5 separate regions of the Mus musculus genome follow, and all the other regions are linked to region 3. A link is a contact called in public promoter capture Hi-C data. All regions are on one chromosome and are shown on one strand. Each heading gives the region's core, a stretch centred on a gene start, on an enhancer-like site or on the middle of the called end of the contact. The rest is flanking DNA. Distances are from core to core; before and after follow the strand shown. Region 1 holds the start of Nupl2 (nucleoporin like 2). Region 2 holds the start of Abcf2 (ATP-binding cassette, sub-family F (GCN20), member 2). Region 3 holds the start of Xrcc2 (X-ray repair complementing defective repair in Chinese hamster cells 2). Region 4 holds the start of Tomm7 (translocase of outer mitochondrial membrane 7). Region 5 holds the start of Smarcd3 (SWI/SNF related, matrix associated, actin dependent regulator of chromatin, subfamily d, member 3).

Evidence for each region. Promoter capture Hi-C pulls out the DNA fragments that hold promoters and counts their contacts.
Region 1: a promoter capture Hi-C map of pre-B cells shows a contact between it and region 3, with 2.0 times the contacts expected there. The contact joins the promoter of Nupl2 here to the promoter of Xrcc2 in region 3. A contact is called at or near these places in 2 of 39 promoter capture datasets (frontonasal cranial neural crest and pre-B cells) and 1 of 484 Hi-C or Micro-C datasets (CD4 T cells).
Region 2: a promoter capture Hi-C map of pre-B cells shows a contact between it and region 3, with 2.6 times the contacts expected there. The contact joins the promoter of Abcf2 here to the promoter of Xrcc2 in region 3. A contact is called at or near these places in 2 of 39 promoter capture datasets (cranial neural crest and pre-B cells).
Region 4: a promoter capture Hi-C map of second pharyngeal arch cranial neural crest shows a contact between it and region 3. The contact joins the promoter of Tomm7 here to the promoter of Xrcc2 in region 3.
Region 5: a promoter capture Hi-C map of second pharyngeal arch cranial neural crest shows a contact between it and region 3. The contact joins the promoter of Smarcd3 here to the promoter of Xrcc2 in region 3. A contact is called at or near these places in 2 of 39 promoter capture datasets (cranial neural crest and second pharyngeal arch cranial neural crest) and 1 of 484 Hi-C or Micro-C datasets (CD4 T cells).

Annotation. Positions count from the first base shown.
Region 1 is chr5:24,161,972-24,167,107 of GRCm38.p6, reverse strand. Nupl2 (nucleoporin like 2) reads right to left here and starts at 2,145. Exons shown (of 7, transcript NM_153092.4): 1 at 1,905-2,145. The coding sequence starts at 2,031. It also overlaps a transcript of Klhl7 not described here.
Region 2 is chr5:24,576,165-24,581,829 of GRCm38.p6, reverse strand. It overlaps Abcf2 (ATP-binding cassette, sub-family F (GCN20), member 2), which reads left to right and starts at 4,363. Exons shown (of 14, transcript NM_013853.2): 1 at 4,363-4,483; 2 at 5,103-5,311. The coding sequence starts at 5,143. It also overlaps the pseudogene Gm10221.
Region 3 is chr5:25,704,091-25,709,033 of GRCm38.p6, reverse strand. Xrcc2 (X-ray repair complementing defective repair in Chinese hamster cells 2) reads left to right here and starts at 3,237. Exons shown (of 3, transcript NM_020570.2): 1 at 3,237-3,356. The coding sequence starts at 3,318.
Region 4 is chr5:23,842,350-23,847,574 of GRCm38.p6, reverse strand. It overlaps Tomm7 (translocase of outer mitochondrial membrane 7), which reads left to right and starts at 3,430. Exons shown (of 3, transcript NM_025394.3): 1 at 3,430-3,604. The coding sequence starts at 3,502.
Region 5 is chr5:24,599,410-24,604,749 of GRCm38.p6, reverse strand. Smarcd3 (SWI/SNF related, matrix associated, actin dependent regulator of chromatin, subfamily d, member 3) reads left to right here and starts at 2,748. Exons shown (of 13, transcript NM_025891.3): 1 at 2,748-2,969. The coding sequence starts at 2,892.

The sequences.
Region 1 (5,136 bases), core at 896-3,395, 1.5 Mb after region 3:
AATCACAGCACTGTGGAGGGAGAGACAGGCAGGTCTCTAAGTTCCAGGTCAGTCAGAACTATATAGTGAGGCCTCATCTCAAAAAGCAAATAAAAACCCCAAAACCCAAGCTGACAAAAAGCAACAACAAAGTGAGATCAATGTGATCATAGAAATATAAAGACATATCGGTGAGTTCAGTGTTAAGCCTATTAAATTGACCATGAGGGAATAAATAAAAAATACTCTAAACATCTCTAAAAGCTTTGCGGTGAGCCCAGCTCGGTCAAGGCCCTCATTTGACCTATCATTGGATGTGTGTGTATGCTTCTGCACTGGGCCATAGAGACAATGAATGAAAGAGAACAATGAATAAACTGGATAATAAAAAGGGTTAAATTTTACTTTCTGTCCTTAAATAGGTATTTAAAAAGTGTTTGCCTCTGTCTTTACTTTGTGGACACAATGCCCACAACCTATCCTTCATATAGAGATCGCAGAGCTTACTAATAGGTAAAGTATAGCGTAGATTTCTAACAACTCATAAAATAATAATAATAAGCCAATAGGACTTGTTTCAGGTTTTGATACTGTTTTTAATCTTATCACTTCCTAGTTTATGCTAGGATAAAGGTAATTTATCTTAGGATTTAGAAAATATATCACTTAATATATACTAAAAACAGACTGATAGAGTACTCCTCTGGCTGAAATAGACATGCCTTTAGTACACAGCTTTAATCTCAGACATCGAAAGTAAAGTTAGTCTGTAGAAGGAAGCAGCTATGTTTGAAAGTGGTATCTAATTGAGTGCCAGACAAAGTGACAAATCAGAGAAAAATTTGACAGAATAGGATATGCCCAGCTCTCACAGGAGGAGGAACAGGAAGCTACGTAAGATGGAGCAGAGCAGAGGGAAAGAGAGAGGTATTTAAGGCCCAAATGTGGGCCTTAAAATTACAAAGCATTCTTTTTCTTTCTTTTCATTCTAAAGTTTTATTTGTATTTTTCCCCTAATTATCTATCTACTGAACATTTACTTGCAAATTACTACATTTAAAGTAGGTTTCCAGAGACCAAATGGCAAACATTCCTCTCAGCAGTCCCTGGGAGTATACCAGTATCTATCGGAACCTGACTCCTAATTTGGAGTCTTTCACTAGAAGCATTGTAGATGATACAATCTGTCTCCTCCACGAAAAGACTGGAAATATGAAACCAGCATGAACACAGGGGCTGGAGGAGCCTTAAAGAGAAGGGGAAAGAGAAGCACCCACTGACAACGTCACGAACTAGGTTCCACTGGGCAGTGGTAGCACATGACTTTAATTTCAGCACTCAGGAGGCAGAGGCAGGTGGATCTCTGTGAGTTCAAGGCCAGCCTGGTCTACAAAGAGTTTTTCAGGACAGCTAGGGCTGTTACACAGAGAAAGCCGATCTCTGAAAACCTAAAAACCAAAACAAACAAAAAACTAGGTTCCAAAATTAAGAGAACAAAACGTATTTATCTGACTTCTAAAACCTTGTTTTGTGCTGGTTTAATGTCTAACCCCTGAATACCCTTTCCACAAAACTTGTAAGGTTCTTGACCCAGTGTCGGAAGCTACTAACTAAAGCCCAGATTTTAAGAGCTTGTGATCACGGACAAGGAAGGGGAAAGAGTAGAGAAAGGGGTCTGAATGAACCCACGTGAATTCTCCCTACCACTGCCATTCACCAAAAAGGAGGTTTTGATGAAGATATCTCTAATTTAAAAACGCAGTGTTTGACAGGAGCACCCAAGTCCAAACGCCTGTCCACGTGTGACGATCAGAAACGACTTGTCAAACTACTGGGGGTGAGACGTCGCATGCCAGGGCAGGGGCCCGGGGTGGAGGTGTGCGTCCGCAGCAAGTGGCCCTGGCTCAAGGCTCCCAGACCGTCACCTGAGGGTGGCTGCTGCTGCGGTGGCGGCTGCCGAGCCCCGCCCGCACCCCGGGCGCCGGGATGCTCGTTCCAGCAGCGGTCTCCGAAGCGGCACCGGCCTTGAAGGAAAAACTGGCATATGGTCATGGTAGCGCCGTCCCAGCTCGACCCTGCTCGCGGTCGCCGGCGAGGGCCCAGGCTCCAGCAACCGAGGCCCGGCTAGTGTGACGTCATCGCCCCGCGCCCAGAGGCTCTGTGACCAGTGTGCCGTGAGCCGCGTGGGCTTTAGCCAATGGGATTTAAGAAGAGCAGAGCTGTCAGCGCTCGGGTATGCTGAAATGGGACGCGGTCGTTGGATCCCTGACCCGGACCCGGACCCGGACCTGAACCCGGACCCGAATCTAGAGAATACCAGATATAGCAGACAACCAGCAACCCTCTAGTTGGCTGTATACAGTCTGCGAGACTCATTCGTTCTTTACATTTACTTGGGGGGGGGGGAGGTAAAAATGGGCTTAACAACGAAAAAAAATCTGTTTATCAAGAGAGATTATTTACAGAAAGCCAGCTGTAACCAGGAAACAGGACTCAATGCAGGCGAAAAGCATCTATTAGTTTCTTAGTCGGTAATGTCTTAAAATTTCACGTAAATGTTGCCTTTTGAAATTTCATCAGGAAAAATGACAAAGAGTAAAACCGACACAGAAGCAGCCCGATTTTCCTCAGGAGCAGTTTCAGATAAAGGTTTTCTGAAAGTATCCAATTTACTGTTTTTTGTTTGTTTTGTTTGTTTTGTTGAGATACGGTCTTACTAGCTGGCCTCGAACCCACAGAAATCCACCTACCTTAGTGCTAAGATCAAAACCGTACACCCACTACGTTTCATTTATTATCTTTACAGTTCTCATGCAGGACCCTGTATCAGTATAAAACAAGTACATTATATAACAATGAAATGAAATTGCTCTTGGAAATTAAAATTGGAGAATGGGGATAAACTAAGAGTTGAAGGCAGCTTAGAGACTCCTCAGACTCAAAGTATACCTTGAGTCTCATTTTATATTTTGGTTATGCTAGAGGATGGAGAGATCAAAAGCAAAACTCTAACTAGTAATCCTAACACTTGTGATGGTAAATACTGTCAACTTGATTACTTTTAGAATCACCATAGACACAAATCTCTGGACTTGGAGGGTCAGACTTAGATCCCCATAGATACACACCTTTGAGCATGTCTGTGAAGATGCTTTCACAAAGGTTGAACTGGAAAGATGTACCCTTAATGAGGACTGCATTCTCAAAGGAGTGGGCACACACTGAATAAAAAGGCAAATTCAAGTTGAACATCCATTGCTGTTGCTAGACTGCAAATACAATGTGCCCAGCTGTCTCATGCTCCTGTTGAAATCCCGTCCAAGCTGTGCTAGACTGTACCTTAATCTGTGAGCCAGAATCAACACATGCTTCTGAGGTTGCTTTTACCAGGGTTTGTCATAGTAATAGGAAACACAATCTAGATAGCTCTATATGTAGGTGTAATCTAGCATGGTCTCAGTCATCCTCCTGCCTCAGCTTACCAAAGTGAGAACTGCCACTATTTTGAATCTTCACACCCGCCCACAACAAATTGAGTTATGTTTAAAAGGAGTAAAACTGGTAATATCAGAGTGAAACCTTAAAAATCTTTGGAGGAAAAATTAAGGGGTTCAAAAGGATCAATCAGGATTTAATGCTGCAACCCACAAAATGCTCTTTCATAATACCAGTTTACTGAAGTTTAATGAGAACTGGTTTGGTGCCATATTGGATGGAGTAAATTGGATTTTACCTAATGCAAACAGTCAAAAAAGAATATAGATTTAGTTGAATAACTTTATTAAATGGCACATTTTGATATTGGTGTATTAAAATGCCTCATGACTCAAACATTTTCATGACACTATAATGACAAGTTTTAAAAACTAGACCACAGAGCCACAGTTACTGTTATAATATGGAACAAGTTTTGTCTACTAAACATTCATACTCAAATTGTGATTCTCAAAAGTAAAACCCATGTATCATCAAAATAAAGCACTTCAAAGGACAGAACACTGACAAACCCAGTATCTACTGAAATGAAAGCAGAGTACATTATAGGAAAGGAACTTTTTGAAAAAGTAATGAAATGTACTTTATATACAAAGAAATTTGAATACAAAGCAATTTGTATATGAAGTAATATACTTTGAATAGTTTACTTTTACCCATTATCCTTTAGAATTGTGAATGATAGTTCTGGTTTGGGGGAAGACGTGTTCTTATTAGGAACATGATACAGGTTATTAGGAGTAAAGGAACTTTATAGAAAGCTTTATAAAATGTTATGTGTTCTAGTTAATCAGCAGCCTAAAAAGAACAGCTAATATAGTCAAAATATTTTAACAGTGCTGCCTATTCTACAGGGGTAACTGCTCTATCAGTGTGATTACAGTGTAATAAATGAGTATTTTGTCATCAGAAAATTTAGCTATGTTAACAATTTTTCTCATGTTTTCCTGCATGTATGCATGTGCTTCATTGTGTGCCTGGTACTTGAGGTAGCTAGAAAGAGGGCACTGAATCCCCCTAAACTAGAGTTGTAGATGATCGTGAGCCTCCGAGTGGATGCAAAGGACCACACCCAGGTCCTTCTGCAAGATACAGTGCCACCTCTCCAGCTTCAAATAGCCACATTTTTTTTTTTCGTTTTTTCGAGACAGGGTTTCTCTGTGTAGCCCTAAGCTGTCCTGGAACTCACTCTGTAGACCAGGCTGGCCTCGAACTCAGAAATCCGCCTGCCTCTGCCTCCCAAGTGCTGGGATTAAAGGCGTGTGCCACCACTGCCCAGCTCAAATAGCCACATTTTAAAATAGTGCAAATTTCAACATCTTACATAAAAATATTTACAACAGTCAGAGACTGAGAAGCCAGATTGAATCAGTTTGAGCCAGAACAGCTAAGTTGAACCAGCCAGAGTATAGAAAGAGCTAGAAAGGGTGAGCTTGTTCAGCAGTAAGTCTCAAAAGATGAAAACATTCTAGGCCTAGATAAGATTGTATGGAGGCTGGAAGCTTCCAGGACCTCACCTAGGTTAGCAGACAGAGGCAGTGAGCCTGAGATGACAATTACATCAAGTGAATAAAAGATCATTTTACAGTCTAGAGGTGGAGGTTGTCTAAGGCTGGAGTTTGTAAGAGTGTACTGGGTTAAATAGTGTTCCTCACAAAATTC
Region 2 (5,665 bases), core at 3,114-5,613, 1.1 Mb after region 3:
GCACCGTCGATGGTAGCCGCTGCCGTGACTTACTCGAAGCCTCGATTGGCCACATTTTGGCACTACGCCAAGGTTGAGCTGGTTCCCCCAACCCCTGCTGAAATCCCTACAGCTATTCAGAGTGTGAAAAAAATCATTCAAAGTGCTAAAACTGGTAGCTTCAAACACCTTACAGTTAAGGAAGCTGTGCTGAATGGTTTGGTGGCCACTGAGGTGTGGATGTGGTTTTATATCGGAGAGATCATAGGCAAACGTGGCATTGTTGGCTATGATGTTTGAAGACCAATCTTTAACTTCTGATTTGAGTTCTTATTTGAATGTTCTTGGACCATGTGTAACAGGACTGCTATCTGAATAAAATACTAGGTGTTGAAAACAAAAAAAACAAAACAAAACAAAACAAAAAAAACAAAAAAAAAAAGAAAGAAAGAAAGACAAATATGGGGCTGGCGAGATGGCTCAGTGGTTAAGAGCACGGACTGCTCTTCCAAAGGTCCCGAGTTCAAATCCCAGCAACCACATGGTGGCTCACAACCATCCGTAATGAAATCTGATGCCCTCTTCTGGAGTGTCTGAAGACAGCTACAGTGTACTTATACTTACATATAATAAATTAAAAAAAAAGAAAGACAAATATTTAAGTTTTTCGTGTATTAAAATCTAAATTTAAAAAGAGAGGAGGGCTAGAGATGACTCAGTTGTTAGAGGGATTGTCTGGTAATCATGGAACCCTGGATTTGATCTCCAGTATGTATAAACATGGGCATAGGATCTCGTGCACATAATCCCAGCACTTGGGAGGTATAGGAGGGTCACAAGTTCAAGGTCATCCTGCTCTATACAGTTAAAGGCATAGGCTATACGAGATCCTGAAAAAAAAAACCAAACCCTGGTCACACAGGTTGATAATGTCAGTCATCTTGTCTACTTCGGAGGCCAAGTTACAAGGATCATCTCCAATTATGTGTGGACGTGGATGTACTGGGATGGAAGCTCAATCATAGATATAGGTGGAGCAAACACAGGGTCCTCAGTTCAATCCTTAGCATGGCACAAAGCATATAAACAGATAAAAAAGCATAAAGGTTGCAGGGGTTAAGATGTGGGACAAGAAAAATGAAGAAGAATGATAATACATGTTATCACATATGTAGAGATATGACAATAAAACTCATTCTGTGCAGCCAGTGCGAGTTCCCTGTCTGTCTGTCTGTCTATCTATCTGTCTGTCTGTCTGTCTGTCTATCTATCTATCTATCTATCTATCTATCTATCTATCTATCTCTGTTTTAAGACAGGATCTCTGGGTAGCCCTGGCAGTCTTTGAACTTTCTCTGTAGACCAGGCTGGCCTTGAACTTACAGGGATCCCAAGAGTGCTGGGATTAAAGGTGTGCACCACCATTGCCCTGCTGGTGTATGCTCTTTTTAATCTTCATCCTTAAGAGCTTTCTCAGGAGTCAAGGAGTAACTTCTAAATACTGAAACTCCATGTGAGCTTGATTAGTAACAAGCCAGGCAAGCATAGCTCAGCACCCTCAGACTCCACTTGGTTCGGACCATCAATCTTCTAACAATTCACTGGGCAGCCTAGAATCCCTACCTGCCTATACCATGCACAGAGACATTGTTGAAAATCTGGGAACCCAGTCTGTATCGGCCAACTTTAAATAATGGCAATAAGTTATATTCCTTAATGACCCCTCGATAATACCTCATTTCTATTTTAACACATCTTGGGACACATCCTGAAAACAAAAGAGATGGGATAATCTGGTCTGAACTAGTTTTCAGCGCATGTGCAATAGGAGAAACCGTGTCCTTTGACATTCTATTATCATTCTGTGTCTACGCACACTCGGGATTGCATACAAATAAATCAGATGCAGAAGTCTGCGGACGTGGCTCAGGATTTAACAGCACTTACCACGTAAACATGACTTGAGTTCAAAGTCTCAGAGCTCATATAAAAAGGATCATATGGCTGTAACCTTAGTGCTATGAAGGGTGGTGTGGAGGCAGGAGGATTGCTGGCTGCCAGCCTAGCTCCAGGTTCAGTGAGAGACCTTTTCTCAAGGGAATAAGGCAAAGGGTGACAAAACAGAACACTGAAAATCCTCCTTTGGCTTCCACACACAAATGGGTGCACAGACTCATAGATACATGAACATACACCACACACACAAATAAATAAGACATTTTAAAGGGTTCGTAAGATAGCTTAGCAGGTTAAAAACCGAACAACAACAACAAAACTCTTGCCAACAAAGCTTGATTACCCGAGTTTGATCCTGATTGAAGGACAGAATCAATTCAATAAATTGCTATTGTCTGACATCAATGTGCAAGTGGTATAGCAATAATTAATAATAATAATAATTAAGTACAATTTTAAAGATTGAATGCATCATGGGACAGGACGCATGTAGTGAGCAAAAGCTTATGTAAGTCAAATCTGTCTGTTACAATAGAGAACCACTCGTATTACCCTCTGTAGTAAGCAGCCTCTCTTTTCCTTAGACTTCATGAAATGAAGCATCAGACTCGAGGACACTCACTCATGTGCCCTGTGGTCAAGACTGACTGCATTTCTCATCTGTGATATTACTTGGCCTTTGAATAAAGTTCCTTGCTACTTTGTAATCTGTGTATGCTCATGTCAATTGTGTGAAATATCAATAGAACTACTCAACTGGTGGAGGTTATTCTAGGAACATGGTCAGTGGTATTTAAATGGCTTAACTCTGAACTCTAAATTCTAGCAGAGGAGAACTGCTTCTACTGTTGGGGGAGAGAGGTGAGATTAGTGTTTTGTGTCTTACAGGGATCTTATTCAGACTCCCTTAGGCTTTCCAGTCATTGCCATCTCTGTTGAATAAATTCCAATGAGGCACTGAGTAATGAAGACAGAGTTTACCATAGAGTAAAATGAGGACACCCTCAAAGGCAGAGGTGGACAATGGACCAAGAAAATGTTTCTCATTGGTGGGAATGGACAATGGTCACATGGGTTTTATACTAGTGCTTCGTTTCTGAAACAGACAACTTCCTTAGCAGCCGCAGTTTCCTGTTTAGGCGATTGGCAGGCCCATTTGGATTTCCTTTTTCTTTTCTTTTTTCTTTTTTTTTTTTTTTAAAGCTGTGTGTGTGTGTGTGTGTTACAAAGCCTCCTTTTACCTTCCTCCCTTTTCTTTCATTTATTTATCTATGTGTATGAGTACACTGTAGCTGTCTTCAGACACACCAGAAGAGGGCATCAGATCTCATTACAGATGGTTGTGAGCCACCATGTGGTTGCTGGGAATTGAACTCAGGATCTCTAGTAGAGCAGTCAGTGCTCTTAACTGCTGAGCCATCTCTTTAGCCCGTTTTCATCTTAAAATTAGTGTGCTGCCAAAGACACAGGGGGCAGGCTCTGAAGCTACTTGTGATGTCCACCCTCAATGATCTTCACGCCTAATTTCTATTTAGCTTGGCAACATGGTGACCTTAGAGGAAAAGGGGGTCACTTTCTGAGAATGCACTCAGGGGCACTAAGTTTGCTTCCTTCTGTGTCATCAGTGATGACACACCAGTGGACAGGACCCTGGACAGGTAGCAAGCAAGGGTCGTAGAGTTGTTTTGTGTATGAGGCTACAGATCTAGTTTATAATGTTCCTAACACTAAGTCTGCTTTAGATTTTAGACAGTGAGACTCAAAGGAAATGAAACAAGTCACAACTAAGTGTCCATAGAGCTAAACTCAGCAAAGTGGTCCTATACTTTAGATTTTTCCACCACATTCGCATGGCTCTGGTGGAACCCAGAAACTCTTGACTAAGATACCAAGGTTCAGCACAGCGTCTGGCACTTTCAAAAAGTTTCGTTAGCGATGGACGAGGCTCTCAATTTCGGTTCCATGAGACGAGGATGCCTTTCTCGAACAGAGTTCTGTTGGCGTGGTCTACAAAGGGTTACCTCACTTTCAGAGCCACCTGCCCAGCAGCAACTCGCTCTTCTTTCCCCTCCACCTTCTAACTCTCTTCTCTCATTGTTTGGTCTCGCACTCTTAGGACGCTGGCCGGGAAGCTTAGTCGCACTTCCTGCTGGTTAAACCAGTAGAGCAGCCTGGTAAATTTATCTGCTAGGGGTGGGGTATCCTTTGGGAGACCAGCCCACCTCTCCGAGGAGCAATCTGGGATTTGCAGTTTTCAGTTCTTCAAACCGGCTTGGTAGGACGGGCCTCTTGGACTCTAATCCTCCCCCAACCAGAATCATCGCGCGTTCTGATGCCGTCACTAGAACGGCGCAACACCTGGGAATCGTGGTAGTTCCGGAGGAGAGTCCCGCCCTAAGTTCTTACGATTTGAGAACTACATTTTCCAGAAGCCCTCGCGGCAGCGCGCCAAGGGCCGCCCGGGGCCGTGATTGGTTGGGGAGCCGGCCGCACGCGGAGGAGCTCAAGGAGCAGCTCTGTTGCGACAGAGGCCGAGCGGCGAGGCCCCGTGAGTTGAGGGGGAAGGGGCGCCGGAGGGGAGGAGAGTGTGGACCCGTGAGCAGGAAGCGGGAGGAGAAGCGGAAGGGAGCTCAGGGTCGGAATGGAAAGGGCCGAAAGGGAAAAGAACTGGCCCAGGCAGAGACGCCGGCGAGCGGGGTGTGGGGGAGGTTAGGGGCAGCGAGCGCAGAGACCCTTAGGGACCCGCTGGGGAGGACTCGTGGTTCCGGGAGAGAAACCGCGCCGCAGTCGGTGGGGTGGATGAGAGGGACGGAAGGGAGGTCCGGGACGAACTCCTGGCGAAGAACCGAAAAGGAGGCGGCTGGCAGAGGTGCGCGAGCGCCAAGTTCGGAAACTGGAGACGAGGGGCAGAGCGGTCCCTCACTAAGGCCCTGGGGGAAGAGCGCATCCGAGTGAAGCCGGCGGTGGGGATTGGCGCGCGAACCCCAAGGGAGGAGATGAGGCTGGAGGAGCGGTCGAGAGAGTGTGAGAAGCCCGGACAAAGTTGGCGGGGACAAGAGTTGGGCACCACAGGCTTGATAGGAAAATTCCAAGGAGGGATGGGATAGCACTCAGACATTCTTACCTGTAAGTTTAGAATTTTGGAGTATCTGTTTGCTTTTCTTCAGACTCCTGAAAGGACTGTAACTACCCCTGTGGCTCATCACCATGCCTTCCGACCTGGCCAAGAAGAAGGCAGCCAAAAAGAAGGAGGCTGCCAAAGCCCGACAGCGACCCAGAAAGGGACATGAAGAAAATGGAGATGCTGTCACAGAACCTCAGGTGGCAGAAGAGAAAATCGAGGAGGCCAATGGCAGAGAGACCACAGGAGATGGAGGTAGGTTGGGTGAGTTTCCTGAGCTGGTTTTCGAAGCCAAGATCAGAATCTGGATGCAGATGCATAGGCCTTTAATTCCAGCATTTGGGAGGCTAAGGTAAAAAGATGAAGGTTTGAGGCCAGGCTGTCCTCACATCCCCATCTTTTTAAACAGAGTAAAGCACCCACAGACACATGTCTTTATATGCCATGAAACTTTTTGGTGACACCCACACCCATAGAGTTAAAACTTGTTACTGATGAAGGAAACTGAATTCAAGTGGCAAACACAGATGGGAGTTTTTGATCTACCTTGGTTGGTGCTGCAGTAGACAATAAAAGGGAAGGCAACTTGTACTATTTCCTGTTTTTCTT
Region 3 (4,943 bases), core at 1,988-4,487:
AAGCTTAAATCATTTAGGATTTAAGATGTTTTAGGTGTAAGAAGATGTTTTTAGGTTAATAACACAAGTTAGGATACAAAATTATTTAGATACAGAACTCTGAATTCACTGAGATAGAACACTTTGAGTTGCCATATACTATGGACTGGACAATGTAAATATATATCAAACCTTCTAATTTCCATAACTGTTTAATAATTGTTATAATTTCATTCAATTTATATTTTAAGGAAAAAGAGCCTTTTATTGGACTCAAAAGGGGAGTTGTACAGAGAATATCTTGTGTATTGTATGGATGCAATGCCTGTCAATTAAAAGCCTATGGCGCCTATGGTTCAGGCAGGAAATGTGATGTAGGATATCCAGGAGAAGAAAGAATTCTGGGATAAAGCCAGGCAGGAGATTTGCTGGAAAGGTATGATGAGACTTAACTTAGCACAGGTAACCAGCCACGTGGCAGAATGTAGGCTAGAATAAATGAGAGATTTTAACTTATATCTAGTCAGAGAAGAGGCTAGCTATATGGCCAAGACATTTGTAAATATGTTTTGAGTCTGAGTCTTATTTCTGGGAGCATGGGGCTAGGAAGAAGAACCAGGGCCTAAGTTCAATAGGCCTAGGTATGAAATTTAAATATTTTGTCAGTGTTTTCTAAATTTTGTGAGAGGAAAAGCCAAATGTGGTGGTGCAACCCTTTGGTCCTAGTACTTGGGAGACAGAAGAATTCAGGCCAGCCCAATTTACAGATTGATTTCCTGGGCAGATAGGGCTACACAGAGAAATCCTGTCTCAAAAAAAAGAAAAAGAAAAAAAAAAAAAGAAAGAAAAAAATTATGAAAGGAAGTTTTTGGTTCAAAGAAATATATACACTGATAACCTTAGAGATTTTTTTCCTAAGGATATTTAGTATTAAATGATTAGCATTAGTATTAAATGATTCCAAATTAATTTACTCAAGTTCATCAGAGCTGATGCAGAGATCATAGAGGGGTGCTGCTTACCAGCTTGTTCCACATAGCTTGCTTAGCCTGTTTTCTTATAGAACTCAAAACCACTAACCTAAGGATGGCCTCACCTACGATGGGCTGAGCCCCCCTCCATCAATCACTAATTAAGAAATTCCCTAGCTGCTGGTGGTAGTGGTGGTACACACCTTTAATCACAGCAGTTGGGAGGTAGAGACAGGCAAATCTATGAGTTTGAGGTCAGCCTGGTCTACATGAGTTTCAGGACAGCAGGCCTACACAGAGAAACCCTGTCTTTAGAAAAAAAAAAACAACAGGATGAGAGAGAGAGAGAGAGAGAGAGAGAGAGAGAGAGAGAGAGAAAACAGTCAAATCTTATGGAGGCACCAACTTTCAAAACATTCTAGTTATGGCAAGATGACATAAACTAGCCACCACAGATAATTCTTCAAGAATATGACAAGAGACAGAGAAATGACACAGAGCCAACCTCACACCTTTTCATAAGAAAACAACCTACAAATCTGTTGGAAAGGGAATTTTCAGGAAAGTTCCAGCAACTGACCTAGTAAGTTGTAAACTCCATTCAGGCATGTCTACTGTGACACGCTCCTAGAAAAGTTCAAATCTGATGCGTGGTAGTATGTCTTGTACAGACATTCATGTGTACTGTACACATAAGATTTGTACTCAGAGATGTACAGAGTATAAATATTCTATCTATCTAATCAGTGGGCGTTTGACAGGCAACAGTTAAGAAAACTATTCTCCTCTCCACTCCTTCCTCCACCCAAGATCTTAACACAATGGGCCAGGGAATATAATTCATCTGCAAGAGTGCTTAACTAGCATGCACTAAAGTGCCAATGCCTAGAATCTCATAGGAGTGCTGCTGGCCTGTATTTCTAGAACTTGAGAAAAACAAACAAAAGAAAATAACTATCTCTTGTGAGGCTATGCCAGTGTCCGGCAAATACAGAAGTGGATGCTCACAGTCATCTATCAGATGGAACACAGGGCCCCTAATGAAGGAGCTAGAGGAAGTACCCAAGGAGCTAAAGGGGTCTGCAACCCTATAGGAGGAACAACAATATGAACTAACCAGTACCCCTCCCCCAGAGCTGTGTCTCTAGCTGCATATGTAGCAGAGGATGGCCTAGTCGGCCATCAATGGAAGGAGAGACCCTGGTCTTGCAAAGATCATATGCCCCAGTACAGGGGAATGCCAGGGCCAGACAATGGGAGTGGGTGAGTTGGGAAGCAGGGCGAGGGGAGGGTATAGGGGACTTTGGGGATAGCATTTGAAATGTAAATAAAGAAAATATCTAAGAAAGAATGAAAGAAAGAAAGAAAGAAAGAAAGAAAAGAGAGAAAAGAGAGAAAAGAAAGGAGGAAAGAAAGAGAGAGAGAGAGAAAGAAAGAAAACAAACAAAAGGCAAACAACAAACCTAACCAAACCAAGAGCTTGAAAACTTCACAGGCTCAGTGTATTTCCACAGTTCTTTTCAATTCAATATACATTTTTCTCTTCCCACCCCAGTTATCTATAAATACCACAGCCAGTCATAGGCTTTTGCCTCAAGAAAGGACAAGAAGAGCGAGCTTGCTCAGTAACGGTGTTACTTCTCCTGTTAATCTGGTTATGCTGTTCTGCCCAGAGTAGTCTCCTGGGCTCGAACTATTATCTGGCTTCAGCCTCAGGAGTTGTTGGGACCACTGACACACCAAAAGCCCAAATCAGTAAACTTTTGTCCTAGTACCTTTGAGACACAATCTCATACTACAGCCCAAACTATAGCCTGATCCGACTCTTGGTGATTCTCTGCCTCAGCCTCCCGAGTGCTAGGATCACAGGCATACACAACCGTGGCAGGAAGATGTACTTTAAGTTTCTTTAGAACAAGTAAGCACGGGCAGTGGTGGTGATCGCCTTTAATCCCAGCACTCAGGAGGTAGAGGCAGGCAGACTTCTGTGAGTTCGAGGCCAGCCTGGTCTACATAGTGAATTCCAGGACAGCCACGACTACATAGGAAGTTCGTCTCTAAAAAACAAAAACAAAAAACTAAATAAGATTTAGAAATCACGTACATGTTAATTTTGCCTGATAAAGACCCGTCGAGATGAGTAACTGAAGATAACATAAGGACCATAAGGACTAAAGGAAACGCAGGAGACTGGCGTCACCAAGAGGGCGCCGCAGCTTTACTGCGCATGCCCTCGGCTTCTCTGGCTCCGAGCCCGCACAGTGCGCACGCGCACACAGGGTCATTGCTTTGACTGGCTGCGTCTTTCGCGCTTTTGCTAAATGGCGTTGCTGGCGGGTAGGTTGAACCCGCGGAGCTGGCCGGGCGATGTGTAGCGACTTTCGCAGAGCGGAATCCGGGACAGAGGTGAGAGCCGCGGGGCGACGGGAGGGCCGCGCACTACAGGGGGAGGTCGCCGAGCGGCGCCCAGGGCCACCGTGGGGCGGCGCGACAGCCGCCAGTGAACCGGTCAGGGATGGCGAGCCGTGCAGCAGGAGCTGGGGAAGGGAGGACCACCAGTTGAGGCATCAGTAGACGTTTTCTAAATTTAGGTAGCTTGCTTCACCTCTAACTAACCTGTTTGTGGCATCCGGCCTTCTGTATCCCAGAATACCCCTGTCGTCTATCTCTCCAGAGCCACGCAAGCCATTTCACTCAGGAACCGTTAAACGTTAACGTGTGTTACTTGTTCGAGTACTGTCAGCCAAGAGTTGGGAATAAGAAGCAACAACAACAAAATTAATCAACAGGCATGGTGGTACACGCCTTTAATCCTAGCACTAAAGAGGCGGAGGCAGGCAGATCTCTATGAGTTTGAAGTTAGCCTTTATATAGGTAGGTCCAGGCCAGTCAGGGCTCTATAGTGAGACCCTCTCTCACAAAACAAAATGTAATAATCGAAGCTTCTGTAAAATATACAGCATATGGTAAAAGCATGCCTCTCCAAAAGAGGGTAAGACAAATTGTAGGAGGAGCTAACTTAAATGTATTCAGAGGGGATCCAGGTAGCTCACGCTGGCCTTGAGCTTGCCGTGCAGCTGAGTATAACCTTGTCCTAGTTATTTATTTGTAGAAATTATGTAAATGAATGTGTGTCTGTGGGTTGGTATGTACCCATGTGTGTAGATGAATTTGGAGGCCAGAGGAAAAGGTGTCAGATGATCAGGAGCCGGGGTTATTAGCAATTGAGTTATCTGAGCCAAACTCATGTTCTCTGTAAGAGCAAAACCCATTCTTAACTGAAATCCATCTCTCTGGCCCCTAACCTTCGACTTCTGACCGTCCTGCCTCCGGAATGCTAGGATTACAAGTGTGTGCTACAGTGCCCTGTTATCCACTGCCAAGGATGGAATCCAGGCTTTCATGATTCCTAGGCATGGGATCTGCCACCAGAGCTACCGTTCCCAGCCCCTGAACTGGCACTGTAAGGACTGTTCAGTGGTTTGCTGCTGAGGAGGGAGCAGCTCAGGTATGGTCTGAACTTAGCAAGGGCAGCAGTTCCAACCTGTGGGTCACTGCCCCTTTCGCAGTCCTCTATCTCAAAAAATATTTACATTACAATTCATAACAGTAATAAAATGACAGTTAGGAAGTAGCTTCAAAAATAATTGTATGGTTGGGAGTCATTGCAGCAGGAGGAACTGTGCTACGGGGTTGAAGCGTTAAGAAGGTTGCTTTAGGGGAACAGCCAGTGGTTCTGTAGAGTCGGAACAAAGACAATGTTGGGAAGCGAGCTTTAAGAAATAGGTGGAGTACGCATCTCCCTGTGTAAACCCAGCCTGACGGACACACACGCACACACACACACACACACACACACACACATGCACACACACCACACACACACACACACACCACACACCACACACACACCACACACACTCACCACACACACACACACACACACACACATACACCACACACACACACCACACACACTCACCACACACACAC
Region 4 (5,225 bases), core at 2,181-4,680, 1.9 Mb after region 3:
GTGCCTCTGTAAAAAACTGTCCCTCCCCCTTTCAATGTGGGTGCTAGGTTTCCAATCCAGTCCTCAAGCTTGCCGGGAAAATGCTTTACTGATTAGACCGAGACTGCAGCCCCTCATTTTAGTTTTAAATGAAAACCAACATGAACTAAGAGGCAGCTTTCTTGACACTCCTTCCACAGAGACTGACTTGTCACAAGGTTTCTCTTCCTACTTCTAATGTACATAGAAGATGGAGAGGTGGGATGGAGAAGGGAATCACATCTGCCATTGATTCAATGTGAAGATATATTGTTGCAACTATCAACTTTCTGATCCCTGAGAATAATCGGGAAGTAGCAGGGCTGAGGACAGAGAGGAAAGAAGGGCAGAGAAGTGCGCAGTGAGGTGGATCAGTGGGTCAGTATTTGAAAAGTTCAATCCCAGACCCCATGGAAGGGTGGAAGGAGGAGAAAGACATCTCAAAGTTTTCCTCTGAGCTGCATTCGTACACTATGGCATGTGCTTGTATACACACACACAAACACATGCACATGCACACACATGCACACACACCTCACACCTCATAGACAGATATACACACACCACAGACCTACACAGACACACACCACACAGACATACATATACCACACACCTCACAGACAGACAGACACACCACAGATGCACATAGACACACCACACACACACACAAACCACAGACCCACACATATCCACACACCACGGACACACACATCACAGACACATACATGTCACATACCTCTCAGACAGACAATCAGACACACACACACACACACACACACACACACACACCACACAAAGAGACACATACAGAGAAACAAATACACCACACATAGACACCACTCACTACAAGGACACAAATAACACCTCATAGACAGACACACCACACACCTCACAGGATGACAGACACACACATACACCACACAGACACATACACACACATCATACCTCCCAAACAGGCAGACACACACACACCACACACCTCACAGACAGACACACAGACACACACACACCACAGACACACAAATACGTATACCACATACCTCAGAGATAGACAGACAGAAATACATACACACACACACACACACCACAGACACACACAAGTACATACACACACATCATTCCTCACAGACAGACAGACACACACACACACCACACACACATCATACACATACATACACACACACACCACCGACACACACACACAGACAGAGACACACCACACAGTCATGCAGACACAGACACATATACATATACAGCACACAGCATGCACACACACAACACACACAGAGACACACACACACACCACACATATACACCACACAGATGCACACAAACACACACATACACACCACACAATAATAATAATAATAATAATAAACAGTTTTACAAAGAAGTGACTGAAAGATGGCTAAGGTGAGTAAGAGCTGAGTGCCCCTGATTCTCTGGCCTTTGTGTTCCTATTAGGATCTTTGCTGAATATGTTAGTTTGTTTTGTTATTGTTGGTGGTGGTGTTGTTTTGGTTTTTTGAGACAGGGTTTCTCTGTGTAGCCCTGGCTGTCCTGGAACTCACTCTGTAGACCAGGCTGGCCTTGAATTCAGAAATCTGCCTGCCTCTGTCTCCCAAGTGCTGGGATTAAAGGTGTGTGCCACCACGCCCAGCTCTATTGTGTATTTCTTTCTTTTCTTTCTTCTCCTTCTCTTCTTCTTCTTCTTCTTCTTCTTCTTCTTCTTCTTCTTCTTCTTCTTCTTCTTCTTCTCCTCCTCCTCCTCCTCCTCCTCCTCCTCCTCCTCCTCCTTCTCCTCCTCCTCCTTCTCCTCCTCTTCCTTCTTCTTCCTCTTCTTCCTTCTTCTTCCTCTTCTTCTTTTCTTCTTTCTTCTTCTCTCTTTCTTTCTTTCTTTCTTTCTTTCTCTTTTCTTTCTTTCTTTCTTTCTTTCTCTTTCTTTCTTTTCTTTCTTTCTTTCTTTCTTTCTTTCTTTCTTTCTTTCTTTCTTTCTTTCTTTCTTTCTTCTTTCTTCTTTTTCTTCCAGAGCAGAGGACCGAACCCAGGGACTTGCACTTGCTAGGCAAGCACTCTACCACTGAGCTAAATCCCCAACCCCTCTATTGTGTATTTCTAAACAGAGTATTTTGAGAAACAAGATGCATAAAAATTTCTGTTCTCATTTGGCTCATTTACATCACTGCATTTTAGGATCAGAGCACTGCTTTCCTAGTAACCATGGTGAACTAATTAGATGCTTTGCTATGGGATCAGCCAATTCACAAGTTTCTTATTTCAAGTCAATTGCAGAATTCGACTAAAATCTTGGCACTTCTGATCCTAGAGTCGCATTTTCTACACCTATGTTCTTTATTGTTGGTTTTTTTTTTTCATTGCATTGTATTAATAAAAATGTATTCTTTGAGGATGAATGCAGTGGGGCAGGAGAGAAAGACAGAATTAAGGAGACATGGGAAGTGAAAGGTGTCCCGTCTGGCTGAAGAATCCCACCAGCCGAGCAAAGACTCCCCTGACATTTAACAGCATTTGCTGTTACGGGGCAGTACTCCTTTTATACAGAACTATTTTCAACTAAGAATATTGAAACAGTGACCACACTCAAGGCTTAAGCATATCTGACTTTACTCCTTCCCAGATGTAAACTGCAGTTTTCTGGGACTCTCACACACAAAAGTCTATAACTTCCTTTATAGTAAAAATGTAGCTTAACTCCCATGAACCCCTTGTGCCCAGTGATCTCATTAAGTTCCTTGGCAGTCCTTGAGATGTAAGTCTAGAAGCCAGAAGTGTCAAAGAAAAACAGACAAATAAACCCAGATTTCACGCGAACTTCCCAGATTTGAAAATGTTGTTAAATGAAAAACAGAGAACGGGTGCAAAGTAGAAGGAAACCTGGAAGAGTGCCCGGTGACGTCCGGTTTTAGCAGCCATAGAAGAAACTGATTCTGGGATAGTAAGGAACTTAGCCAAGATAACAGAACAGTATATAAAATAACATTCCTTCTTTCTCAAAGATCATCGCTGGGATGTGTGCTTTAAAACTCTGGAAAGATGCTGGAAAAAAATAAAGGTAGTTGTAGATAAAAAAGTAGGCCTCAAGTGAGCGCGTCTGGCAATCTTCAGCAAACAGCGCGCATTGAATCCCAGCACTCGAGACGCTGATGCAGTAGCAGCTCCATGGGTTCAAGGGCAGCAAAGTCTTAAACAGGGAGCCCCTATCTGGAAAGACAATTCCCGCCCCGCCCCTCCAGGAAAAGCCGGATTCGTCCCAACAATAAAACAACAAAAACGAGGCGGGAGCAGTGAACCCGCAAGGCGGAGCTAGGTTGCTGGAAGGCGACGGATTACGGCCTCTGTCGGCGATGCCTCACGACTCCTGCCGTAAAGGCCCCACGTGGCGCATGCGCAGCTCCTCTCCCTTCCGGGATCCGGACACGGTGGTGGTTGTTGGGCTCCTCGTTCCGCTGGTCCGTCGTCGCCATGGTGAAGCTGAGCAAAGAAGCCAAACAGAGGCTGCAGCAGCTCTTCAAGGGCGGCCAGTTTGCCATCCGCTGGGGCTTTATTCCTCTCGTGATTTACCTGGGTCAGTGATTGAAGAACTTGGGAGGAGCCGCAGGGCAGGGGTTGGTGGGGTCTGAGTCTCCTTTTTTGCCATCCGGGGCTAGGAAATTAAACCCGGCCTCCGCGTTGTCCACGATTTCCGAGGCTGTCTGCCCGGGCTCGAAAAACCATCTTCCAGTTCCTTTTAGCTATTTGAGTAGTGTTTAACCAGTCACACAATCCCTTATATTCCCTACTTAAATCTGTAAAATAAAAGCAAGACCTTTCAAGATTGGTTTTAGGTTTATATGACCCCTAAAGAAAGATTAATCCTCTATTTGACTTTTAGAACGTTTCCCTCCTGTAGGTTAGCCTAAGTGGGAAGACGGTAACCAGGTTAAAACGTCACTGCCTAAAAGCATGATTGTGACCATTGGATGCCTACGCTTTTCTTGTATAATGAAGGATTTCGGTGATTTTTTTTTTTCTCCCGAAAGTTACAGACCCCATTTTGCAGGGAAAGACAGCCATAAAGTTGTACTTTCCTTGCCCAAGTGTCCAGGCAAATATTTTCACCTAGGGCTACACTCTGGAACTGGTTCTGTTCCTGGTTGAGTAGTTTTACAATTTTTTATCTTAATTGCCTTATTCATCCCGTAAGGTAAACAGCAGAGGATTTTAGCTCCAGGTCTCAGAGCTCTAATATGGAATCTGGCGTTTCTCATTAAAGCAGGACCCTCACAAGGTGCTGCTTCTCGTTTGTTTTACATGACTTGCATTATATAAGATAAAATACATTCATTTGTAGTCTTGGCAGAGCCTTTAACTAGGCTGGACATTTCTCCAGGCAGCTGTTGTACCTGTGAGAAGTATGTGAGCTGTGATAACCTGGATATTTTGATAGGACAAGTATTTTTCTTGGTGTTCCTAAGTATTACTGATGAGACAGTGCCTCATGTTGCTCAAGCTGGCCTTGAACTCCTGGTTCTCTTTTTTTTTTTTTCCCTACCTTTCCAGTGTTTGAATTACAGGCCTGCACCGTCACATACAGCTCTTTTCTCCTCTATTTTGAAAGAAAAGAAAATCTCAGACAGTGATATTATATAGGTATCAGATAGATAATTGTGACAGCTTACTTTTTTTGTTTGCTTGGGGTTTTTTGTTTGTTTGTTTTCGAGACAGGGTTTCTCTGTATAGCCCTTGCTGTCCTGGAACTCACTCTGTAGACCAGGCTGGCCTTGAACTCAGAAATCCGCCTGCCTCTGCCTCCCGAGTGCTGGGATTAAAGGCGTGCGCCACCACCCACTGCTGGCTCTACTTTTGTAGGCCGGGTTGTCCATACAGTTCTTTGAGCCCCGCTCCATTTTCATAGTTTGCCTGTAGGTAAGGCTGGGTGAACTCGCAATTCAGCCTCATCTATGGTGTAGTTGGAACTACAGGTGCACTAGGCTCTCCTCTTGAGATACACCTCTGCCCCCACCACCGCCAGATGAGCCCCTTTCATGCAGCCTAGGCTGGCTTGGCTGTAATTTCAAGCTCCTCCTGCCTTCAACTTCTGAACAATGTGTTAAAGTTGTGCACAGCTATGTCCATAGCTAGAAGCTGTAGCTACTTGTCAGAATCTTGGGTCTGAGAACTGGATGCTTCACATTGGTTCCTTTCCT
Region 5 (5,340 bases), core at 1,499-3,998, 1.1 Mb after region 3:
AAGGAGAGATGGGGGGACGACAGGGGGGACTCCAGCTCCGGGACGCAGCGCGGCCGCCCTCCCCTTGCCCCAGACACGCTCTCGGCCTACCCGGGTGTGGCCTGCGCCCAGTCTGGTTGGAAGAAGGCCGGGCTCTTCGCGGGCACTGTGGGCGACGTGTTACTGCCCAGCACCCTGGTGGCACCGAGGTGGTGGGGTTACTGTCCTTTGTGAGAAGGTCTCCCTGGCCACAAGTCCCCCACTAGACCTGCTAGAAGAGCATGTTAATGTGTCTGCTCACTTGTGAACGGCCTCTCATTGTATGGGATGTGGGGAGGCCAGAGTGTGCCTCTATGTGCAAATCCATGTGGCTCCTTGTCCCTGTGGCAGTATGTGTGCTCCAAGTTGTGTGGTTTTTGTGAAGCATAATGATACCCCCAGAGGGCCAGCTCCAAAAGGACCTGTCTGTGGGTCTGACTGGTGTGCCCCGTTCCCCTAGTCCTGGCATCTCCCACAGCTTTCTTCACCACCAAGGCCTCCCAGGCCTGGTGCCCGTCCTTCAGACGTTCCACCCACAAAGCTAAGGTGACAGCCGCCTCCTGTCTTCTCCTCAGAGGTGGCTCTAAAAGTTGAGGACACCTAGCTTTTCCTAAAGCCTAGAGTTGTCCACCCCACTCCCAGAACCTCCAAGGACTGGGATTTCCAGTCCCTGCTAGGAGCAGAGGTCGGGGTAGCTGCAGTGACTCACATCTTCAGGTAAACGGCCTATGTTCATTGGCCTGTTAAGCTTTGCAGATGTTCTCAGTTTTGATGTTGTAGACAGAGCCCCTGTACCCAGCCAGGCTGCAGAAAGCGTGGGCCCAATGCCATTTCTGCCTTTAGGAGTCACAACCTCCTTGGGAGACCAAACACAAAACACCTGAAGTGAAGGGCACATGAGGCATTCCGCCAGCCCAGTTTATGGGCAAGATGAATGAATGATATGGGACATTTGGATAAGACCAAAATAGGTTCCCGTAAGCGAAGCAGGGAACCAGGGTCCGACCTGGGTCTTAAAGGATGGGACAGGCAGAGAGTGCAAGTGGAGGCATTGCAAAATGCCTGAAGAGCCTTAGACCAGGGGATGAGTGGGGTGGGGGGAGTGTTGGAGGTGAGCTGCTGGCCCTAAGCAGGTTATCTTTCCAGCCACCACCGTTACTGTCTGCTGCTGCTGGAGTCTGCCCATCCTGGAATACTGTCCCCCATAGCATCTAAGAAGATGTTTTCTCTAGTCTTTCACGGTGACAGTGGCCACCTGAAAGGACAATGACAGCTAGGCATACTAACAGGACCTGCAGGAAACAAAGATACAGGCCAAATAGACTGGGAGAGCATTCCTCTGCTCCTTATCCTGACCCATGAAGACATTCTGAAGGGCCAAAGGTTAGGGTCCCTCGGTGCAATGGGTCTTGAGGGCTCAAATTGTATGTGTTCCCACAAGTTCCCTCAGGCATTGTCCCTCTCTCAGCGGCAGCCCCAGCTAGCCCATAAACCTGACCCTTGATTGTCCTGAAACCCGCGGACTCCTCCTTCAGAAGGTGGGGACAGGCGTGGCTTGTGGAATGGGCGGAGCTTGGGCTCAACCTAGGGATCTCAGGATTTGTCCCCTCCTTTCTGTTCTTCCTCCCCTCCAGGGATGGCCAGTTCTATCCACACTGTCCCATTTAGGGTTTCCTCGTCTTCCTACCCCACACTCCTGCTTTCTCTTCGGTTCTGGGGCGGACTTCACCAATCCCGAGCTCTCTGGGTCTCCGCGCCAAAGCCATCAAGCCCTGCTTGCCTCACCCTTTCCTCCTACCCACCCAAGTACCCACCCTGGATCCGCGCCATTCCTCACAATGTACTCCTCCTGTTCTCATGAGTCCAGTCCATGTCCCCTTTTCGGAAATATTTCCCCTATTGCCCTCACTTTCTCGCACAGAGACAAACAAAGACTCACAAGCCCAGAAATAGACTCCAACAGAGCTGAAAGACACAGGCCGTGTCCTGCCCCGCACGCACGCGCGCAGGCTCGGCGGCTCTTGTGAAGGGAAGCACACAGACTGGGCGTTTGTCAGTGCACGCACATAAACATCCACACCCACAGCCTCTGCGCCGTGCCACAAAAGGGTGCAGACACACGGTGTGCGAGACAAGGGCACACACATCTGCGGGCGCCCGGGAGCCCGCCTAGCCCGGCACACCCACCGCGCTGGCCCTGGGACAGGAGCAAGGCCTGCTTCGGGCTCGGGTTCCCCCCCAGATTCCTTCCAGCAAATGTTTCCCTACTTGGCCTGCCTGGTCCCAGGGGAAAGGGCCTCAGAAATGCTGCAGGAGCCACTTGGGGGAAAAAAGTTGGAACTGTCTGTTCCCTGCCTGGCCATGTCGGCGAATTCCCTAACCGAGAAACTATTTGTGGCGAGGGCAGAGTGGCTGGCGAGCCCCTTGTCACCTCCCGTGGTGTTCCCTCCCCGAGCCGCCACCGATGGGCCCCGGGCGGCCTGGGCGCAGCGCAGCTGCCCATCGCGCAGCCTCCGGGCAGATCGGCTCGTCTCGCCGCTTCTGTGCGCCGCTTGGACCACGCGGAGTGCACAGGAGGGCCGCTCCGTCCCCGGCGCGTCGCAGGCAGACCCCGGGCCGCCGGACTATTTCTGTCTTATCAGTGCAGGAATGCGGCAGCCGCGGCGGCGGCGGCGGCGGGCGGGCGGCGGCGGCGGCGTGGGCCGTGGGCCGTCAGGGCAGCCCTGAAGGGGCCCCCTCCCCACTCCGCTCGAGTAGAAGTGTGAGAGAGCCCAGCAGGACTCAGAGGGGAGAGTTGGAGGAAAAAAAAGGCAGAAAAGGGAAAGAAAGAGGAAGAGAGAGAGAGAGTGAGAGGAGCCGCTGAGCCCACCCCGATGGCCGCGGACGAAGTTGCCGGAGGGGCGCGCAAAGCCACGAAAAGCAAACTTTTTGAGTTTCTGGTCCATGGGGTGGTGAGTGGGGGAAAGTTAGCGGGGGAGGGTGAGCGAGCTGGCTCGGGCTGAATGGAGGGATGATCGGGAGGGGCCGCCGGCGCGCTCCGGCTCTCCCACCCCTTTGGTTGAGGGGCGCACGGTCACGGCCCAACCCTGGGACCTTGCGGGCGCCCTGGCATCCGAACACGTCGCCAAGCGGTCGGCTGGGGATGGGCGCGCGGCGGCCGGGAAGAGAGGCGTCGGCTTGGGTTCTTCTCAGGGGCAAGGGGTGGGATGTGGGCACCGTGCCTCCCCCAAGAGGGGGGTCCCCTCTGTAACTGACATGTCTCACATTCTTTTACTGGTGGGCTCAGGTGTTACCCCTGCCCTGGGGGTGGGGGTGGGGTGGTGACTCGAACACACAGCTAGGGCAGGGCTGCCTGTTGTCCCTGTTCATCCTTTGGGACAGGGTCACTCCGACTAGGTCTGAGCAGCTAGGAGCAGGTGACCTAAGAGCAAAAGCTCTCTGCTGAACAACCTCTGCATCCTAGCAGGAGGGCCTTGAGGACTTGGCCCTGCTGTCAGAGCTGAGAAGGGTCTACTTGTGAGACCTCAAGTTAAGCAGTCAGAAGATCTCCTTGGCAGGCTCAGCCACCAGAAGTTGATGACCTTAACACCTCAAAGGTGTGAAGGAGGGGCAGGAGTTGGGGACATGAGGCCTAGAAACCAAAGGGATAGTACTATACCGTTCTAACACACACACACACACACACTCACACACTCACGAAGACATGTGAGGAGTCTGAGGGTACCCAGGAACCTATTGAGGTGGAGAGCCTGCTGTGAGGAGCTCTAAGCCTGGGCATATGGAGGGAAGAGTCAGTCATATTTACTATGGCCAAATTTGGTTGTGACTCCAGGAAGCACCATTTCAGTGAGAGGCAAGGGCCCCCAGAATCTGACCCTTATGAGGCTGTTACTGATGGCAGGCTCCTGGGGGCCCCTAGAAGCCTTCTTCTCAGGGCCTCATTAGACCCAACAGTATCAGTGGCCTTGATGAATAGGAGAGTGGCTGATAGGGAAGAGGGCTTCTCTGTGGCAGCCTGTTCTCTAGCCATAGGGATCTCTGGGGTATAAATTCCAAGGCAGCCCTATGGGTTAGTGGAGTTACCAATCCTGACCTAGCTGCTTAAGAGTAGTTGCTTTAAAGACTACCATCCAGTGAAGAGGCTCTGCATATGGAATTGAATGTGGTCAACTTGGTAGTTCGGTTCTTGGATGATTAGAGTCCCCTCTATAGTGATGGAGAATGGCTAGGCTTGAGCTTCCACGCTGGTGACATTGGTGCTGTGAGTGACAGAGTCAGGTGGAATGGGGGAGGCAAGTTCAGGGACAGGCCTGTTTGACTATAGAAGAGATGGGCAGAGACAGCTGCTTGGCTCTGGGTGGAGACCTCAGAGGTAAGCAATGTAAGAGGAGAAAGGAAGCCCAGGGTTAGGGTTAGGGCTTCTTAATCCAGGGGGCAAGATGAGAAGGGTGTGTGTGTGCATGGCCTTCTGTAGCCCAGGCTGGCCTCAAATTCACTATATATCAGAGGGTGGTCTTGATTTTCTGCCTTCACCTCAAGATTAGGATTATAAGTATGTGCTATCATGCCAGGCGGTGGTGGCGCACGCCTTTAATCCCAGCACTCGGGAGGCAGAGGCAGGTGGATTTCTGAGTTCAAGGCCAGCCTGGTCTACAGAGTGAGTTCCAGGACAGCCAGGGCTACACAGAGAAACCCTGTCTCAAAAAAAAAAAAAAAAAAAAAAGTATGTGCTATCATGTGCAGTTTATTTGATGCTGGGGATCGAACCCAGAGCACCACATGTATTGCACAAGCCCTTAACCAAGCTACATCCCTAGCCTGAGATGGTAGTGTTTAAATAATAGGGGTTTCATTCCCCTCTCCCTAATACCCTTCCTGGTCTAGGTCCCCAAGCCTCAGCCCCCTTCCTGGGCTTGGACAAGTGAAATCTGAAACACTCCACTTGCATTCACATCTCATCTCTTTTGATTGACTGCCCAGAGCTGGTGGCCAGAGAAAATCAACCTGCCTCATTTCCCTCCAATTTCTACCCTTTCTGGGATATTGTGAGGAATAGGTTGTCTCTGATGTGGGCAGATGGGAGGGGGAAATGGATACTGCTACAGATGCTGCTTCCTTCACATCCCTGCACTGGCAGTCCACTTCTAGTCCCGTTCCCCACTTGCCACTCAAGAAAACCTGGCAGAGTTTGATGACACCAGACCCGCAGGTCCCCTTGCCCAGTCTCTTGTATCATCTTGGGAGAAATAAAATTAAAGAGGCAGGTTAAGTCAGTGGGTGTGGAGACCTGGAGTTAGCTGTACCAGTTATGTTTGAGATTGA